Regions from separate parts of the Mus musculus genome. Here region 1 is linked to region 2. The links are chromatin contacts, called in public HiChIP or PLAC-seq maps. All regions are on one chromosome and are shown on one strand. The core of a region is the stretch at or near the end of the contact, and the rest is flanking DNA. Distances in the headings are between cores, read along the strand shown. Region 1 holds the start of Mab21l2 (mab-21-like 2). Region 2 holds the start of Etv3 (ets variant 3).

Evidence for each region. HiChIP or PLAC-seq counts read pairs in DNA pulled down with a chosen protein or histone mark.
Region 1: an H3K27ac HiChIP or PLAC-seq map of large pre-B cells shows a contact between it and region 2, with 2.6 times the contacts expected there. The contact joins the promoter of Mab21l2 here to the promoter of Etv3 in region 2. A contact is called at or near these places in 1 of 39 promoter capture datasets (liver) and 1 of 115 datasets of contacts at active chromatin or transcription factors (large pre-B cells).

The regions. Positions count from the first base shown.
Region 1 is chr3:86,544,415-86,550,344 of GRCm38.p6, reverse strand. It overlaps Mab21l2 (mab-21-like 2), which reads left to right and starts at 2,062. Exons shown (of 1, transcript NM_011839.4): 1 at 2,062-4,295. The coding sequence starts at 2,654. The coding sequence ends at 3,733. All of the region lies in intron 40 of Lrba (LPS-responsive beige-like anchor), which reads right to left. Gm31677 (a long non-coding RNA gene) reads left to right here. Exons shown (of 5, transcript XR_375777.3): 3 at 1,331-1,394.
Region 2 is chr3:87,521,549-87,527,368 of GRCm38.p6, reverse strand. It overlaps Etv3 (ets variant 3), which reads right to left and starts at 1,791. Exons shown (of 5, transcript NM_001083318.2): 1 at 1,710-1,791; 2 at 53-111. The coding sequence starts at 98.

The DNA of each region.
Region 1 (5,930 bases), core at 813-3,312, 980 kb after region 2:
AGGCTCTCTGATGCTTACTTTGCAAGGTTCTTCCCAACTCCTCGCTACTTAAAACGGCCCCCAAGCGATAAATCCCGCTTGGTTTAAAAAAGAAAAACCCAAATACTCTTTAGAAAGGAGCTTTAGCATCAAGGTGGAGGCGGGTCAAGTCTCCAGCCCTCCGGACCACCAAAGACTAAGAACGAATGAAGGGGTAGGGATCCAAGCATCTCATGCCCAGTAGAAAGAAACATTAGCTCTCTCGGTAGCAACTGAATTCAGGTTCTGGTAGGTTTCAAAAAATGCAAGTCAAGCTCTCCTACGGGGTTTTACAAAAGTTATACACAGCTTTTTAAAAAAAAAAAAAAACGGGCTAAAGATTTTATTTTCCCTATGCATAACCCACGGCTTAAATATTATCTGCCAAATCAACCTAAAAATAGCCCTTAACTACCTGAGTGTATTAAAACAACTGAGAGCCCTGGCATCTTAAATTCTGAGATAAACTCCCAGTAGCAAGTGAATCACCTTGCTGCAGCCCTTGTTTTTCCAAAAGTCCTACGAGGCAGCAATCACACAGCTTGTTAAGGATAACACATATTCTAAGGAACAAGAGCGACTGAGTTTTAGTGGGATGCAGGGGAGGAGGAAGGCCATCTGGGTAATCAATAACAGTAAAGTTATAGATTTTTATCCCAGTCAACTCCTTTAAAAGCAAGAATCAATTATGAAAATAAAATTATTCTAAACCAGTACTGCCCAAGAATATGTTCACAATTAACGTCACAGTATTTAAAAAATTAAGAAAACCTGAATTCAGGCTCATTTTTTTCCTTCATTTTAATTTAAGTCTAAACTATTTTGGTAGCTTATTTCAATCAGCAAGTATAACCAAGTAATGTATGCTAATATATAAACTTACAGTTTCTCAAAACTCACATATTTTCTCTCTAGTTATTGGTAAATTCCTATAAGAGTAAAATAATGACACAAAGATAGCTAAATCTAAATTATGAAATAAGGATCAAAAACATATCTGGAGTAGTTTTTGTCCTGTTCTGTATTTTTAACAGCATATGGAAATTACTAACAAGAGATTTATGGTTATAGACTGTCATCCTATCCCCTCCTTTACACATACACAGCAATTCTCCAGCTCTTGGCAACAATGGGATGGGAGGGAAAGAGAAGGGGGGGGGGACTACAAAATTTAAGTCCTTTCTTAAGCTCCCCTTCCTGCTCTCATTTGCCTTCAAGCCAAAGACAGTTTGTTAGAGTCTGCACCTTCTGCAGAATGTTCAGAGACTTAAAACCAAAAGTGAAGCTCACTGAAAGCACTACTACTTTGCAGGAATTGATCCAGCCATACCCAGAGAAGAATCCCTTCTATGAAGACTCTCCTCCTCACTGCAACGGTAAGAAAAGAGGATAAAAAAGAAAATGGGACTATGAAACGAGTGAGAGCATTTGGCTTCTGTCTAGTCCCATTTTCTCACCCCCCACGCCCCCTTTATCAAGTGCAGTGTGGTGGCTGCTGAGGTCCCAAGCTTGTCCTCTCTCTCTCTTTCTCTCGGATTGGCTAAAGCACTGACAGCTTGCATAGGGATTGTAGGAACTGAAGCTCCACCCCTTCACGGTGGCCCAGAACCATTCATAAACTAAGGAGAGAGAGAGAGAGAGAGAGAGAGAGAGAGAGAGAGAGAGAGAGAGAGAGAGAGAGAGAGAGAGAGAGAAGTGTGGGGGGCAGGTATCAGAGGACAGGGGGATGAGGTAGAGACTGCAAACGCAACCCAGAGGAGAGGAAAAACCCGGACTCCTTAGACCTGCACACCAGATACAACGTAAGCAACGATTTAGTCACACTAAAATAGATTTTGCTAGGGCCAAAAGTATAAATAACGAGGCAGAAAAGAATATCAAACAACTTGCAGCAGTTTGCACCTAGAGAAAGGCAGGAAGAACCCACCACAAACAAACCAACCCAATCCAAACAACGCCTCCAGTAGGAAGCCAGGAAAACTGCTACGACACAACCCCCTGAGAAGAGAGGAGACTAGCACGCTGAGACCGCGCGGGGCGTCTGCAAACCTCAGAGTGCGCTGCGGCCTGAGCTGTACTTCGCTGCTCTCCGGGCATTAATTACATCCTTCACTTTCCTTTTGGGGGAGGGTAAGGAAGGCATCACCTACGCTGAGCGAAGGCGTCCAACCATCGAGGGAGAAGTTTCAGAATGAACCACTGAATGTTTTTGTCTTATTTTTAAATTTACTTTGGCACTTATAAGACTTCATTTCCAGATATCTGGGCAATCGTGGCTGCTGCGGACATCTAAGCCTAGCCTCTTGGTAACCTAGTTTTTTCTCTCTCACGATTTCATCCATCTCTCCCGCACAAGGAGAGGCTCGTCTTTATTTTTGCAGGTACTTTCCCCCCTAAATAATATTATTTCTAATTTTCTGCGGAAGAAAGAAAAGAAAATTCCAAAGAGGGAAAAGAAAAGGCCAGCCGGCTATATCATCAGCCGGTCAGCCCAGGTGGAAAGCAAGAGTGAAATTGGGGCTTCAGGGGGAACGCACCGCCTTTCCACAGCCGCAGGGCCACCACCAGTGCGTGAGCCTTGGATCCCTCAACGTATTGCGAGACGCCGGTGTACAGCCCGGACCTGTGCCCCAACATGATCGCCGCTCAGGCCAAGCTGGTTTACCAGCTCAATAAATACTACACCGAGCGCTGCCAGGCGCGCAAGGCTGCGATCGCCAAGACCATCCGAGAAGTCTGCAAGGTAGTGTCGGATGTGCTAAAGGAAGTGGAGGTGCAAGAGCCCCGCTTCATCAGCTCTCTGAGTGAGATTGACGCCCGCTACGAGGGGCTGGAGGTAATCTCGCCCACCGAGTTCGAGGTGGTACTCTACCTCAACCAGATGGGAGTCTTCAACTTCGTGGACGACGGATCTCTGCCCGGCTGTGCCGTGCTCAAACTAAGCGATGGGCGGAAGCGGAGCATGTCTCTTTGGGTCGAGTTCATCACAGCGTCTGGCTACCTTTCTGCGCGCAAGATCCGCTCGCGTTTCCAGACACTAGTAGCCCAGGCGGTGGACAAGTGCAGCTACCGGGACGTGGTCAAGATGATCGCCGACACTAGTGAGGTCAAGTTGCGCATCAGGGAGCGCTACGTGGTGCAAATCACCCCAGCGTTCAAGTGCACCGGGATCTGGCCTCGCAGCGCGGCACAGTGGCCTATGCCCCACATCCCCTGGCCCGGCCCCAATCGGGTGGCGGAGGTCAAGGCCGAAGGGTTCAACTTGCTCTCCAAGGAGTGCTACTCGCTGACTGGCAAGCAGAGCTCCGCAGAAAGCGACGCCTGGGTGCTGCAGTTCGGTGAGGCGGAGAACCGCTTGCTGATGGGCGGCTGTAGAAACAAGTGCCTCTCGGTGCTGAAGACGCTGCGGGACCGCCACCTGGAGCTGCCTGGCCAGCCGCTCAATAACTACCACATGAAGACGCTGCTGCTGTACGAGTGCGAGAAACACCCGAGGGAAACGGACTGGGACGAGGCTTGCTTGGGCGACCGTCTGAACGGCATCCTGCTACAGCTCATCTCCTGCCTGCAGTGCCGCCGCTGCCCTCACTACTTTTTGCCCAACCTCGACCTCTTCCAGGGTAAGCCCCACTCGGCCCTGGAGAGCGCTGCCAAGCAGACCTGGAGATTGGCCAGGGAAATCCTCACCAATCCCAAAAGCTTGGACAAACTATAGAGTGCTGCCGACTGCGTGGAAAGCAACATAAATGGGCATGCTCTCCCAGAACACACAACAACAGCAAAAACTCGAAACACAAACTTTTATGTAAATCACCTGAAAGAACGGGAGTAGGCAGAAGACATCCTAATTAAGAAGCAAACAAAAGAGGGCAAACCAACCAACCCCCCCACCCCAAAAATAACATTCTTGCACAAAAATGATCGTTTCCTTCCAAACAATGTGAATTTAAAGATCGCACAAAAGAAGCAATCCGGCTTTGCGAACACAAAATGAAACCCAAGGTACATTTTTCAAATCAATGTATAGTAGCTTCCCTTCTTTTCCTTCTTTACGCCCGCCCCTCCTTGTTTTGGGTTGCTTGCGTGATTGTCACCAAGTGAAAATAATTATTTAACTATATGTGAAATTTCTTTTACAAAGTTTTACTGATGTGAAATGTGTCTCAGTGCCAATGTCAATGTGCCCCTGCCTCCTCCTTTTGCACCCCTAACCCCCGCCCTAAAATGTCTTGTTGAAACCAGTAAACCAGTAATAAAAATATTACTTTACATTGTAATTGGCTGCTTGCGGATTGTTCTTGAATGAAGGCAGATGAGATCACTTTCTAACTTACAAGATGTGAACTTGAACTAAATACAGGAAGCTTCCATTTGAACTCTGATTTGCAAACTTTAAAATACAGCATATTCTGGAGAATTAATTATATAAATCTCCCCCAAAATCCTTAGTAAAAAGTAAAATAAGTATTTTACTCAATATAACACATATTTTATGTTAATAGCAATATTTAAAAAAGAAAAGTGTGAAACAATATATTGTTAATCCTAAAATTTAAAATAATAAAAAAGCCTATTTAAAATTATATCAGGATTTTTTTAATGCTGTAAGGTTTTTTAAAATCTAGTTCTAAATGTTTTTAAAATTGCTTTTAAAGAATGAAGTCATGTCATGCTCTTTCTTCAACTATTCTTTTTAAGTTTCAACTAGTAATAATAAATAAAATTAGCAAGAAAATCAAAGACACCAAAAATAATAAAATAGTCACTGCAATATTTCTCTCCTCTAGCAACTGGTAATATGAACAATTCAGATTTATAACTACTTTGGTTTTTTAATGATTTAGTTATGAATGCAATAAACAGTATCATTTTAATTAAATTTCAAAAATTATTTTGAATCTACCTATATATAAAGGTCTTAAAACTATTTTATGACCTAAATAATTACTCCAAAAATTTAGAAATAGGAAAAGCACCTTCCATATTCTGCTTTCTCAGGTAACAATCCCATAGACTCATTTCAATGTTTCAACTCTGATAAGATTTCTTTTACATGCAATAAAATAACTGTTTGGAATAAAAAATAATTAGGAAAACTGAAAATATCCTAAAGAAACTGGTTTGTTTTCTGGCCAAAGGACAAGATTTGACCATGTGAAGTAAAGGAACAGAATATGTTAAATACTACCTCTAATATTTAAATTTTATTTTTTAAATTCATCTATTTTTTAATCTATAAGTGAAAGATATAGAAGAAAATGTTGTACAAGGCAGTATTCAGAGGAGAAGTCTGGGTGGGGGAGGGGCGCGTGGGGCTAAGAACAGGAGGACTAAGATTACTGAGCCCTGGGAAGCTCCCAGGGCTCTGAAGCACCAGGTCACTTGACAGAACAGGCATAAGCTCAGGCTGCCCTGGGAAAAGTAATTCTGTGTCAAAAATATAAGCTTAGGGGCTACCTACTTTGAAAATACCTTTGACCTTTCAATGTACTTAGTACCGGGTGTGTGTCTGTGTGTGTGTGTGTCTGTGTGTGTGTGTATGTTGTGTCTTCTTGTAAAAATAAAAACAAACTCATTAATTCAGTGCACTCACTAATTATTTTGAACAATAAAACAATTTATCCTCTTAAGGAGAAGGTCTGAATTTTAAGAAAATTTTCAAAGGAGTATGTTTGAAAATATAAAGCAATAGCTACTCAGAGGTGTACACAAATCATTTAAAGCACAGTATTTGGTGTAAAAGGTTAAAATGCTTTCTTAAAAAATGACTCATGCACAAGAAAAAGCATGTGTAGCACGGAACAGCGCTTCTTCCAACTACTTATGAAAAAGTTACTAAGTATTGACAAGAAAAAACAACCCAATTTGATATCCTCACATCCTTATTTAATGCAAGTTTTAAAAAAGGTTTT
Region 2 (5,820 bases), core at 542-3,041:
GCACCAAGGGACATTCCAGATCTATCAGCGACGATGACGAACTTCTGCTCACCTCCACCTCCTTCTGGCTTTTCCACGATGCTACAGCCTGCTTTCATTTTCGCCCTCCTGCTGAGAGAGACAAGTCACACTACTATTTTGAGATGTTATGAATTATCTAATTAAGGCTTTTTTGGGGGGGAGGGTCACAGTTCCCCCCCCCCAACATCCTTCTTGTTGCCTTTACTTCGTTTCAAAGCCTTCTTTAACCTTTCAAACATGTCACCTCTAAACTAGTAATCCTCATGTCCTCAAATGATGGTCCTTGGGTCATCCACCTCAAAAGCCATAATTATCTCTCACCTGACCTTAGCCGCAAAGTGTAAACACTGTCCTTAATATCTGCTTTCTTCCTTGTGACCAACCGACCCTCCGACATAAGAGAGGGAAGGGAACAGTGAAAGAAGTCCAAAACGGCAGCAAAAGCAAGCCACACAGTTTGTTTTCTGTTGGTAGACAAGCCCAGATGCCAAGATACACAAGCCTGAATTCACCCAGACACACCAACTTAAGAAGTGGGAGAAAAAAAAAAATCCAAATCCCCTATTCAAAAAGGAACATCCGATCCTACGTATTTCTTGAATTGTGTGAGAAGGACATCTTCCAGTCAGAAACTGGGCTCACCTTCCAACAGTATTCTGAGATACAGAAAGTAAACATGTCCTGTGTACAGCCACTCCATACAAGAAACATGTCACTTTCCTAAAATTTTGTGAAAAAAAATGTTATGCCATCTACTTAACAGGGAAATAAAAAGGGTAAAGTAGGTACTTCAGATCGCCTGGCCGGTGGAGGAAGGCATCTTGCTAGGATCTGAATTCATTCCATGCAGATTTATAGTTCCTCAATAAATTTCCCGTTCCCAGCAGCAGACAGCTTTGTGTCAGTCCTTCAGCGAATAGGAGGAGAGGGTGAAACTGACCGGGAATGACGGAGGAGGAGAGACCTGACTTACTCTCATTACCCTGCAGGGTGGACAGCCCCCGGCACCAACCAGAGCAGGTCTGGAGCAACTGCAGGTGCTTCAGAGGCCCCAGGGTGGGGTGGGACAAATTCCTAATCTTGGAAATTTCATCTAACCTAGAATTCCTCTAGGTGTTCTGCATTTTCGTTGACGACAAATACACTAAGGAGAACAGTAAGTTTCAGTCCATGACAACCCTCGGGATCCAGGAGCTGACAAATGGCTCAAGGAAAGAGGCAACAGACAGACAGTGGCACACACAGGATATACACAAGTAACAAGGCACCAGGGCTGGGCAGAGCTTCCTCTCCCATTTCCGTGATGATGGGGTTGAAGAGACACCGATTTCTCCAAGGCTCTGGGACACTGTCCGGGACTAACTCCTACCCTGCGCTGTCGGATCGCAGGGCCCTTTCCCTGCTCCAGAACACCCTTCAGCCTGGTGTCCGTGGGCTCGCGCTGGCCGACGCCCGAGCCGGGCACCCTCTCCTCGATCCTCCGGCCCCCGATGTGCCCATCCAGCCCCTCGGAGCCCGCAGGCGCGTCTGCAGGTGTTCGCGACTCCCCCAGGGCGCTCGGTCACCCTCCCGGCCTGCGGCGGGGCTCGCCGCTCCCGCTGGTCCGCAGCGGCTTCCACGGCCGCCCTCATCCGCGTCCCTTCCGTCCTGCCCGCGCGGGCCGCGACCGCCGACGCCACCAGTCTCACCTCTCCGGCGCCGTCCGTCTCCACTCGGGCTCCTCCGCGGCAGCTCGGGCTCCTCCTCATCCACCCAGAAGGAAGTGACTCCGCGGCGGCTTTCGTCACTTCCACTCTGGGCCAGGGTGGGAGGGGGCGGTGTCGTGAGCGGCACGGCTTCCGCCCAGAAGGTACCGGTGCCCCTCCGTGGCTCGGAGGCCGCGGGGCTGGAACCCTCTGCAGAAGGAAGGCTCTTCCGCGCTGACAGGAGCACAGGAGCTTCAGAGGCACGTGCGAAGTTGGCCTTGCCTTGCACTGTTCCATTTTTAGTCCTGATCTGCCTCGTCCAAGTGTTACAGCGTGCACGACTTTGCCATTCAAACACCGCTCCCCCCTCCCTTTCCCTTTGCCTTTTGTTCCCGATTAAGCAATTACAATTTTGTCCCAGACAAATTTTGTTCAAGAGTTAGTGATAAGGGATGTGAAATCAGCTTCCGTAATTCCAAATGGTTCCCAGCCCTAGTTTCCCTCCAGAGGCAGTGTTGGGACCAGTAAAGGTTAAGTGGATGAGAGTGAAAAGTGGTGAAAAGTGGGGGAAGGCGAAGATGAGAGGCAGAATTGAAGTCTTCATCGAGTGCACGAGTGCGTAGCAACAACTTTATGCAATCACAACCTTTCCCTCCTGGGAACGACACAGAACATGGAAGTCTTACCATGATTTGTATCAAAGGTTGGCTTCTAGCTTTGGATATGCCTATTAGCACCTCCCTTCCCAGACTGGCCAATGAATTTGTAATTATCTCATGCTGTACTTGTGTGTGTAGGATTATAGGTATATACTACCACAACTGGCCTTCTGGCTTCTACTACTGTTTTGTTTGTTTTGCCAGAGGTCTTGACAATGTATCTCTGACTGCCCTAGAAAGCACTATGTAGAGACCCAGGTTGGCCTCGAACTCACAGAGATCTGCCTGCCTCTGCCTCACACTTGTTGGGATTAAAGATATGTGTCACAATGCAAGACTAATAATTGATAGTTCTTGAGGTCTTGAGATAAGTTCAGTACTCAGTATGGCCTAAGGTTACCTTACCTGCTTAAAAAGGAAGGACTAGTGTTGGTGAGGTCTAGTTTTCCCGCCCCTTCTAGTTTGAAAGTCAGTAAAATGAACAAAATTTAAATACCATTGAGAGGATTAGAAATATGAGCACTCTGAGCATAGAAATTGCTTTATAATGGTTTCCATCTTCTGTCCAGTCTAGAACACCATTTTCTATGTTTGGGTCTACAGAACAAATGCTAGGGTTTAGCCGAATCAGCAGTTCTCGACCTGTGGGTTGACCCCCTTTAGTAAGCCCCTATGTCTAAACCTATTTACATTGCAATTCATAACAGTAGCAAAATTACAGTTATGAAGTAGGAACGGAAATAATTTTATGGTTGGGGTCACCACAACATGAGGAACTGTATTAAAGGGTCACAGCATTAGGAAGGCTGAGAACCACCGAGCGAAATGAACATAACATTTTAGTCCTCTTGCCTTCAACTACTGATGGGCTTTGTTACCTCGGTTAAGTAGTCACTGTCACTTCCTCTTCTGTTTGAATGTAGTATTTTTGGAGTATTCCCGTGGACACCTTTAGATGTTTAGTAGTATCTTATTGCGTAGGAGATTACAATAAGTACTTCCTTGATATTTAATGTGTGAACACCATGTTCTACGACTTAGGACGGAGGATGGCACAGTGTAAATATAGCATATGGTTAGGTGGTGAGAAAATGATCTTGAGACTGATAAGAATCCTCAAAGTCTCACACCATTCATGCAAACCTTAGTCATTGTCAACTCCGAAACCAAGGCGATCAGAATGAGCGGTTTCTTCAGAAACTGAGGTTGCCAACCTTCAGCTCATGGGTTAGGTGGGCACGGCTAGCACCAGCAATAATCGAGGACTGGTAGCCAGAGTATGGGGATACTTTCTGTAGATAGTTCCTCTAGATTTTTCTATGGCTATTTCTCTAACTAGGGTCACAGAGGATGAATAAACGCACTTTACACAGATGAACTGGCCTCAGTATTTGGCTTGAGCCTGAACTGATATCTTGAGAAATGTTTATGTCACAGCAGATTTCAACAGAGTTCATATTCTGAGAACTTAGTTAATCGCCTGAAACTTAACAGGGGAATTTAGCTTTGATAAAGCAAACTGGACAATACAAAGGTTTGGGTTGCTCACTGGAAACCTTAACAGTGTGACAGAACCTGGGAGGGATCTGGAGGGGGCAGATTGGGACGGATAGGGACTTCCTACCTAGTTTACCAAAGTCCCTATCTACTGTGTACACCACTCCATGGCTGCCATCATCATCTGTTGCAAACAGGCTTTTACAAGTTGAAGATTCTTTATGCTCTTGAAATGGGGAGAGCATGTACCTTCTACAAGTACGGGCGTGGAAACACTTAGATATAGCCTACTAGTCAAGCTATCTTGTAATCACTCTTGAATTTCCAGTTGCTCAAAGTAACTTTGACGCTGCCTTCCTCCCCCTCCCCACCCATATTTGTAATTGTCCCACATCTAGGATCAGGTTCCGTTCTAAGCCATGCATTCTCAAAATTCCATTCTTACTAAAATACAGCTATTCTCTGATTCCTAAATCTAAAGAAGAGCAGGGCATAGTGACATATGACTGATTCCAGTCACTTGGGAGGTAGAGGAAGATCAGAAGTTCAAGACCAGCATCCATACAGAGAGTTTGGGGATGGTCTGAGTGACATGAGACCTTGTCTCAAAAAACAAAACAAAACAAAACAAAACAAATCAGAGAGGAAATTCTATTTTCCTTCCAACAACCCCTCCTGGATTGGAATCCTCTCCCTACCTCCAGCTTGCATTACTTAACTGCTCCCATTTTTATTTATGCACTCAAAGGTTTCCACACCCTGAACCTACCTGAACATGTGTATAATAAAAGTCTCTCCTGTCTACTCTTGCAGAGGCTGCTGTTTCTATTCCGAGGACTTGTGTCATGGACATACTTCTTCTTCCTAGAGTGTTTGCCTTAGCTTGCAGGCCACCACATAGGCTCTGTCCCTTCGCTAGAAGCACCCAAAGATGCCTCTTCCTCTGCTGTCAGGTGGAGGCTCTGGTGAGTGTTCCTGCACCCACTTCTTAGTCACCTCTAGAAGGCAGGACACCTCACCCCCCCCAAAGTGTATCCTTCCTGAACTTGGACTTCCAAGACCCAGGCTTCAGTCCCTGTTCTGTGTTTGCTATCTGTTCTCTGACTGGACACTATTAGCATCCCCTGAGTGTCCACCTCCTCCTAGCTAAGACGGGACACTACTGATGTTCTTGGTGAGGACAGAGTATAATAGCCTTTCTAAACTCTGGATCATAATTACTTTTACCACCATCTCTGATTCCACACTATTCTTGGTATCAAGAGCTCAAACTTGACAGCAGTTACCACATAATTTTACAAACTTTGAGTAGATTCAGTGTTTTAAACTTGGTTCATAATCTAATGAGAAAAAAGTATTTTTGTCCCCAGAATTCAGGCTTTTGGGTTTCTTACTTTCTGATGCCTAGCCTTGGGTGATGCATGCCAGTCATTCTCTGTTTCAGTTTCTCAGTCAAGTGATCATGCTAAGATGTTCTGGGGGTGGGGGATGGGACATTCTCAGTTGGCAGAGTGCTTGTCTGTTAAACACAAGACTCCACGTTAGACTCCTAGCAGTACACAGAGGAGTGTGCCAGCTAACACTAATCCCAGCACTTGGGAAGTAGGAGACCAAGAGTTGAAGATCTTCTTCCTCTACATGCTGAATTTAAAACCAACCTGGAGTACATGATGCTCTGAGCAAATAAATAAATTCCAGGAAGAAGAAGAAAAAAAGATACTAAAATATGATTGATAGAGATGAACTCAAAGACACGAAGGCTGATATAAAATTGGTGTTATTTACACCTCTAATACCGCAGTGTGCTCCTCAGTAAAGTGAAGATAAATTATAGAATAAAGTTGGACTAGATGTTATTTGCATTTTGGCATGTTGGACTAGACTAGCTTGTAAGCTCAGTTTGGTTTGTTTTTCCCATCAACCTAAGGTCATTGTAAGGATAGAGGAATTAATGTCGG